Linked DNA regions of Mus musculus: region 2 is linked to region 1. The links are chromatin contacts, called in public HiChIP or PLAC-seq maps. All regions are on one chromosome and are shown on one strand. The core of a region is the stretch at or near the end of the contact, and the rest is flanking DNA. Distances in the headings are between cores, read along the strand shown.

Evidence for each region. HiChIP or PLAC-seq counts read pairs in DNA pulled down with a chosen protein or histone mark.
Region 2: a contact with region 1 is called in an H3K4me3 HiChIP or PLAC-seq map of embryonic basal ganglia, with 4 times the contacts expected there. The contact joins two enhancer-like sites. A contact is called at or near these places in 1 of 115 datasets of contacts at active chromatin or transcription factors (embryonic basal ganglia) and 2 of 9 other capture datasets (embryonic tail and embryonic trunk).

The regions. Positions count from the first base shown.
Region 1 is chr1:190,382,327-190,386,471 of GRCm38.p6, reverse strand. No RefSeq gene overlaps it. Among named protein-coding and RNA genes, the nearest start is that of Gm39737, 14 kb to the left of the region's middle. Within about 2 kb of position 1,726, at least 5 of the 459 cell types and tissues checked have an H3K27ac peak or open chromatin away from gene starts, as enhancers often do. A contact at or near this core is called in embryonic basal ganglia, where this site is marked.
Region 2 is chr1:190,711,097-190,715,202 of GRCm38.p6, reverse strand. The region is part of intron 4 of Gm38452 (a long non-coding RNA gene); the gene reads left to right. Among named protein-coding and RNA genes, the nearest start is that of Gm38452, 17 kb to the left of the region's middle. Within about 2 kb of position 1,407, at least 2 of the 459 cell types and tissues checked have an H3K27ac peak or open chromatin away from gene starts, as enhancers often do. A contact at or near this core is called in embryonic basal ganglia, where this site is marked.

The DNA.
Region 1 (4,145 bases), core at 477-2,976:
TTAAACCTACATCTGGATTAAACCTCTTCAACATCCCTCACCACTTACTCCACTTAGGGTATTTCAAGACTGATTCCACTTTTCACTACGTAGGTCCAGGACTTCAGAACAGGTCAGTGTCTTCCATGCTTGAGCCTGTGCGGATTCTAAATATGGCTTAACCCCCTCCCCTCTTTGCTTCTGATTTCTTGAAATAATTTCCCCTCTTTGGCCGATTTGGCAAATGTTACCAAGCCTACCAACCCAGGTCAAGGTCAACTGCTCAGTGGTCAGGAAGATTCCAATAACTATGATATGTGCATCCATTATCGGACATCTGCTCAATGCCAGCCATGCTCGCAGGCATTGAGGGCACAGAGATGAACTCTGCCAAGGTTCCTGCTTAGTGGAGCTGACACTGGGGAGGGAGGAGAGAAATAAAATAATAAATAAGAGAGTGAGTGAGGTAGCTTTGGGTAAATATGAGCACCCGCTCAATCCCAGAGACTCTCTTCATGGAAGAGAAAGTCTCAGACTCTCTGGGTGCCTTCCCTGGGGTCAGTGAGTGACAGAGCCTGGATCCAAGGCTATATCATCCGTTCTCTCCTCTACCTGCATTGCTTGTTTTTAGATCCAGGGTCAGGCTCCAGTTCTCCCAACTCTGTCCTGGGTTGCTTGCATGAAAGGCAGAAGCAGGCAGGGGCATCGTTCTAGATAGACAGTGTGTGGCATTTCTTATTTTTCCTCAGTTTGTCACTAGCAAGAAATGCTATCTGAGGGTTTGGGGTTAATAAAGACACTGTCATGAGGTAATGGCTTTTATTTTCCACTAAATTTGCTTTTCAAGAGGCAAATTCTACCACTTGGACAGTGACTATGACCCAGGGGGAACTCAGTGTCCAGCCAACTTCCTCCTCCTGACGGTGACAAGAGCAGGCTATCCCAGCAACAGCAAGTCTGGGAAGAGGGGCCACAGTTTGATGAGGACGCTGTGGCAGACTAGCCACAAAATTAGCTTCTCTGTCTTTGAGGGGGAAAACCACAGAAGCAGAGAGATGAGGAATGCAGGAAGGAGGATATGGGGTTACCCCAACTTCCTACTTATAGACCCATAAGGCTGAACAATCTTTAAGGAAAGAAACAGTATTGAAATCTTGTTTGGAATAGTCTCCCATATATCTAAATAATTCTTGTCTTTTACCACCTCCTCACGGATTCTATATTGGTGATTACGATTTGGCTCACAAAACCCGTGGCACGGGATGGTACCCCCCCCCCCACACTCTGATCTCCCTTTAAATTATTTTCCATTTAGAGTAAATCCTATAGCATGGTACAAAACTTTTATTGAATAGCTCATTTGAGCCGAGAATACTTTTGAAAGAATATTAGTAAACTCTTTCAATGGAGTCAAAACACCAAAATGGAAAATTCAAGTTTTGAAGAGAGCCATTAAGTGTGATTAAACCTCTAAAAAGGAGAGAACAACGCCCACAGAACTCTATTTAGCCATTTCATGTCTTTAATTGTCCAAAGATTTACTTTAAAAGCACGGACATGAAAGGATGCTGAATGTTACAGTATTTAGAGGGGGGAGTGAAGACAGGGCCCGTTCGCCAGCAAATGGAGCTTAGCCCAGAAGTGGAGGCAACAAAAGCGGCAGGAACCTGCTTCCGTCTACAATGGAGGGAGAGAGGGGGCATAAAAAGGCAGCAATTCTTGACTCTGCTTTGAGGAGCACAATAGGCGTGATTAGGGATCCGGAGCACTGGAGCATCGGAGTAGCAGTCGCATCCACCCGCTGGCTGGTAATTAGGAGGAAACCAAGGGGAAGACGCAGAGAAGAGGGAGATGGAGACTGGGCTTGTGGGAAGGGATTTGAAAGGTAGTTTTTGAATTTTAGGACAGATAAAGATCACTCCGGGAGCAAGTTTTAATCGTGTACCGGCTCCAACAAGATTAGGATTGATTAGATGAAAGGTGACATGCAGGTTTAGATCTCCCCAACTCGCAGGTGCCACTGTGGCCCTTGGACCAGGGGGTGTGTGACGGAAGGACTGAAGGGCTCAGACAGGAACCTGAAAGAGGAATTTCACTTTCTAGAGGGAGAAAGAGAGACCCTCCCCATGTCCTGACTACACGGGTCCAACCACCCACCTTTTCTGTCCCTTTTTTACCTTCAAATACACAAATGAATCCGGGGTGCGGGGGGTGGGGGGCGGTGAGGCAGCTGGTGATGTGGTGAACCACCACGGTGAATTCCTTTCGGGGGGGGGGGGGGAAGGATGGAAATAAAAGAAATGAAAGCAGGAGGCGGCAGCAACATAAAGAGGAGAAGCAGAGAGTGGCAGGTGCTGGGTCAACAGTCACCAAGTCACTCCCGAGCAGAGGCACACAGAGTGATTCGATTGTGTGTGTTGATGGATGGAAAGAACATTTTTAAATTAAATAAAAGCACATCTTGTGGGTGGGGCTTAGCGAAGTAGAAGTGTTCTTGATTGCGCACTGTTAGGTGGAGAAAATACATCTGTGATTTCCAATTCTATGCCGTCCTACATGAGCCCCCAGGGTGCACCCCTAGGGAGGAATAGTCACCAAGCCTGAGTGGCAGCCCCTCTCAAAGCCAGGCATCTCTTCTGGGGTGAGATCAATTCTGAACAGCAGAATTCAGCTCACTGTGTTTTAAACATTCTGAATTCTGACCATCCCACTCAAACTACAGTAGCTCAATAGTCGCCCGCTGATTTGGAGCCAAGATCAGACCCTTCTGCCGTCAGTTACACCGTTCAGATGCAGAGAATGTGTTAAGCATGTGTGTGTCACGTGACTATGGTAGTTGTGAGTTAACCCAGATAGAAATACAGCTGAAAATCACCCAGAGATAACTCCTCAGAGAGCCTCACATTGTTTGGTCATATACTCTGACCAATGAGAAGCACAGCAGTGGGTAGAGGGAAGGGAGAGCTGTGTTGAGAACTCAGGGCTCCAAAGCCGATGGTGGCCCCTTCTATTATCAGAATGACCCAACATCCCAGGGGAATCCTCCTTGCTTATCAGTAGACACCACTGAAATACCACAGGGTTAAGTCAGAGGCCAACCCAAGTTTCGGTGCACCAGATGTTGCTCTTAATTCTATCGCTCATATGGGGATAGTTGGGGTTAGGGAAGACACACCAGTTTATCACGCCATCAAGGTAACCCGAATAAAACCAAGTAGATGTGAGCTCTTCATGCCAAATGTTGGTGACTGATACACGATAATGTTGGTATAAGAATTTTTTAAGTAAACTTTTTCTGTCATCCTTTATTGGGGCAAGACTTACTTCCCCTCTGTGACTACAATTTAAGCCACCATGCAGAGGGTTTGTTTGTTTGTGTTATTGATTGTAGTTGAGGCTTGTTTGGAACTCATTATGTAGCCCCTACCCTGCCTGTTCCCTCCCTTCCTGCCTCTACCTCCTAAGGTGCTGCTGAGATTATAAATGTGCTACTCTGTCCAGTGTCTTTTCCTGATAAAACCAACTTACTGAAGGACAGGTTTATTCTGGTTTATAGTTCCAGGGCACAGTCCATCATGAAAGAAAAGTCATGGAGGCAGGAGTACCAGCCATCAGAGAACAGAGGTAGAGGAAGTATTCAGCTCAACCCAGGGAATAGAGCTGCCTACAGCCAGCAGTTCTTCAATCTGAATTCACCTAATCGAGATAATTTTCATGAGCACATAGCCCAGGTGATTCCTATCTGATCTCATCAAGTAGACAACTGAAATTAATGGATATACCAGATATACCTATTGTGTGTGTGTGTGTGTGTGTGTGTGTGTGTGCATGTGTGTGTGAGATCTAAAATGTTTCACCCCGAGTCTGTTATGAGATATTCCTGCAATGACTGGCTCTCAAGGATCCCCACCCAGGATCTGGAGTCAGCATGTCAGTGAGAAGTAGATACCTCGCTCGCACCCCATCTTCTCTAGTTCCTCCATCAGGCCTCTCCTGTACTAGGTGACATCATAATGATACCCAGCTATGGCTAAAGCCTCAAGTTCTCCTTTAGTTTCCCCCAGCCCTGAACATGAATACAAAGCTGGAGTCCTGGGATGTGAGCTTCTATTTCTTTTCTTTAACGTCTCATTTCTTCTATTACAAAAGTAGCAGACTTTAGAAAG
Region 2 (4,106 bases), core at 158-2,657, 330 kb before region 1:
GTTACCCATCCATACAGCTAGAAGCTGAACACGATGTGGATAGTTTCCCATGGGTACAGTAGCTGGGTCCTCCTGCACTTAGCTTTTTGAGTATTCAGAATGGTATAACCATAGACACGAGGCTTGTTCTAAGCCTCTGATACTGGGTGATGAGCTTGGCAGCGTGTGGCATGAGACTGCTGTGGTGCAGAGGCAGAGTAAAGTTCTAGAAACAACTCTCACTTCTGTGCAACATCCATGGTGTGCTTCAGGGTTCTTCATGCTCACTGGCTCTTCAAGTCTTATTTTAAATGGATGTGAGTCTGTGCCCACGTGTGCCAGTGAGTGTGAGTCTGTGCCCATGTGTGCCAGTGAGTGTGAGTCTGTGCCTATGTGGGCCAGTGAGTGTGAGTCTGTGCCCATGTGTGCCAGTGAGTGTGAGTCTGTGCCCATGTGTGCCAGTGAGTGTGAGTCTGTGCCCATGTGTGCCAGAGAGTATGAGTCTGTGCCCATGTGTGCAAGTTGAATGTCAACGTCAGCTCCTGAGGACCACACCTTGCTTTTAGGGTCTGGGTCTCTCCCTGCCTGGAGTTTATTGTGAAGGCTTGGCTGGGTAGCCAGTGAGCTCCATGGAAGCATATCCATCTCCCCAGAGCTGGGATTACAAGTGTGATGTCATCCCCACCTTTTTAAATGTAGATTTTTTGGGGGTTCAAACTCAGGTCCTTGTACTTACAAGGTAAGCACTTTACCAGCAAGCCATTTTCTGCTTTGCTTAACTTCAATCCTGGAAGAATTTTCTGAGGAGTTAATTTTCTTAGAGAGCTTTTCTGAGGAGCTATGCTCTATTTTTGTATTAGAAAGCTAAGGCTTCAGAGGTCCCTAGTAGAAGTAGATACAGAATTGAGCCCACCATCACACAGGGACCCTGGGACACAGGGTGGTCTTCCCTGGGGAGGAGAATGGCCAGAGGTAGGGAAGAGCTGAGCCTGAGGCCCTGACTCCAGCTGCCTGCTCTAATGAGCCTGTGACCCAGCCCAGCTTCTCTTACCTCCAGGTAGGCTGGCTGTGAAGGAGAGTCCTAATGAGGACTCTGCAAAGCAGCAATCCGAGCCTCCACTCTGCTGCAGGACCGAGCTGCTTCTGAAGGCTTCTAATTCGAGGTCTTAATTTTTGTAAAGCGTGAATTACAAGAAGTCAGAAGAAGGATGCAGAGAGCATTTGATAATGCGCATCACAAAAGAAGTGGTGTAACTACATTAATTAGGCAAGTCTTGCGTAAAGATGCAATGTAATTATATATTTGAGACAGTTAATTAGGGAGCTACTTGGAAATTTCAGTGAATATTAAGGTAATTATACATAAATACTATAACCATTAAGACTGCACCCATAATGAAAGCAATAACTAATTACATAAATAACAGCATACTTGCGTTTTTTACATTACCAACACCTAACAATGCTCCCTCCCCCCACCCCCCTTCACTGTGCAAATGACAAATCTTCCATTTTTAACTCAGATATTCTTGCAAATGGTTGGGAACAATGACCTTTCTTCCTTTCCCTCTCTATTTTGACACATCTGGGCCTGCTGTGGGTGCTTCGGTGAATAGACTCAGACAGGGAAGCAGAGTGTGAGGGAGGCCTGCCTGCCTCCACCTGTGTGCTTGTGGATGGGAGGGAATGGGGGACACACAGTGCCCTGGCGGGCGAGAGGCAGGACTGAGGCATGGGTAGGATGAGGGGAGGGGCCTGGAAGAGCTGGACTGAGCATCTTCAGCATCTGGTCCACCTTAGAGGAGTCACGTGGCATCTCTACACCTCTGTAAATAGAGGTCACAGCGATGCCGTCTTCCCTTGGGCCAGAAGGGAGTGTCCCTGTGCTGATGTCAAATGCCACCCAGTGGAATTGGTAGAGGGTCACACGTGACATTCACAACCACACACCCAATGTCGTTGCTCCCTTCTGCTTCTCTTCATCTTCCTTTGAGATACTCAACAAGCTCCCTTTGACACCTTCCCAGTGAAGAATGGCTTTTACAGAAGGATACAGAGCTTGTGCATACTCAAGTGACTGACAGATGACTTCAGTAACTGGGAGCATAGATGAACATATGTTTGTGTTTTAACAGAAAACATAAACCCACTACCCCACTTACAGGCTGCCCAGTGAACAAGCAGTTGAGGTGGCTGGGCCTCCGAGAGTGTCCTGGGCTCTGTTGGTGTCTCACTATGGAGACATTTGCTGTTCTGTAGAAGAAGGGCAAAGAAGGGTAGGCAGGAGTGTGGACCAGGAGTCTGAGAGGAATGAGTTAACCACAGCCAGCCACTCTAACAACGATACGATGTTAGCGTTTATTGAGCAGTTACTAAATGGCAGGTATTGTTTTAAGAACCTAGATTAATTTTTAGAGGGTTTAAAAGGTTAGTTCCTCGAGAGTCTCATACAATGTATTTTGAACATATTCACCTCCCCACTCCCAGCTCCTCTCGTAATCTTCCTTTCATCTTTCCCCTACGTTGACTCTAGTTTGTATTGCCCAATGAGTCTTGGGAGTGGAGCCTGTCCTGGAGTGTGGTGGACCTACTAGGTGTCAGATCATTAGTTTTATTTAGTATTTTAAGTTTTCTTTAGATCCTCCCTCTCCTAGTACCTACCAGCTGGTCCCAGCTCCTTGGCTAGGGATGGGATTTCATGCCTACCTTGTCCTCTCTGCTGGGACCTTGCCTAGCCAGAGCTTGTGTGGGTCTTCTGCATGATGTCACAATCTCTATAAGTTTGTGTGTTCATCTGCCCTGTTGTGTCTAGAAGACATTACTTCCTTGATGTTGTCCGACATCTTTGGCTCTCATGATCTTTCTGCCTTCTCTTCCTTGAAGATCCTGAGACCTGGGGGTGGGGGGATGTGATGAGTATGTCTCATTTAGGGCTGAGGGCTCCACAGTCTTTTCTTCTCTGTGCATCGACTGGTTGAGAGTCTCAGTGTTAATTGACACTTATTGAAATTAGAAGCTTTTCTGATGAGGGTTGAGAGAGGCTGTGATCTGTGGGTATAGCAGTAAGTCATTAGGAGTCATTTTAATACTGTGTCCACTTAGCAATTAATACCATTGTATTCTCCTCTAGTGCCTACGGCCCATCAATCCACAGGTTCCCGGCCCCTCTAACAATGTCAGGTGTGGGTTCCATCTCACAGAGTGGGCCTTAGATCCAATCGGAAAGTGGTTGACCACTCCTATTACGTTTGTACCACTATTGTACCGGTGGACATGAAAAAGGATGGGCGAGCGTTTCTGTGCGTCTCCATAGCTGGATGTAGAGGTTTGGTTATATGTCCCAGGGGGATAGCTGGATCTTATGGTTGATCCTTATGCAGGCTGAGTTCCACAGCGGTTGCTCCAGTTTGCATTCTCACCGACATGAGAGACGTCCTCCCCTTCCCCACATCCACGCAGCATCTCTTGACATTTGTTTCTTTGGGTTTGACTGTTATGACTCCGGTGGGACCTCAAAATAGTTTAAATGTTAATTTCTTCGATGGGCAAAGATGTTGAGGTTCTTAATTTTTAATTTTATTTGATGTGTCTGGGTGTCTGGAATGCAAAAATGTCACTCAGTCATTGGACTTCACCGCTTGAGAAGGCTTTAGATCTGTGCTCCGTTTTAAAACTGGTTTGTTTTCTTGATGTTTAATTTTTTGAGTTCTTTGTATATTCTAGATACCAACCTTCCCTCAGATGGATACCTGGTAAAGACTTTTTCCACTCTGCAGACCATCTCTTTATTTAAATAATGGTGCCTTTTTCTGTATAGAAGCATTTTGGTTTTGTGAGAACCCACTTAGTAGTTATTGATCTCAATGCCCGTGTTATTAGTGTTCTGTTCAGAAAGCGCTTTCCTGTGCCAGCGAGCTCAAGACTTACCCACAGTTTTTCTCCATAAGAGTCAAGGTGTCTGACTTTATGGCAAGGTCCCTGAGCTAGTTTAATTGTCAGAATAGCCTCACAATTAAATTCCTGTGGAGGGGACATTGTCATCTGGTAAGAAAAATGGGCCTCAGAACTATTAAGGGAGTCATCCCAGGTCACCGGAAGGGATACAGCTCAGGTCTGAATATCAATAC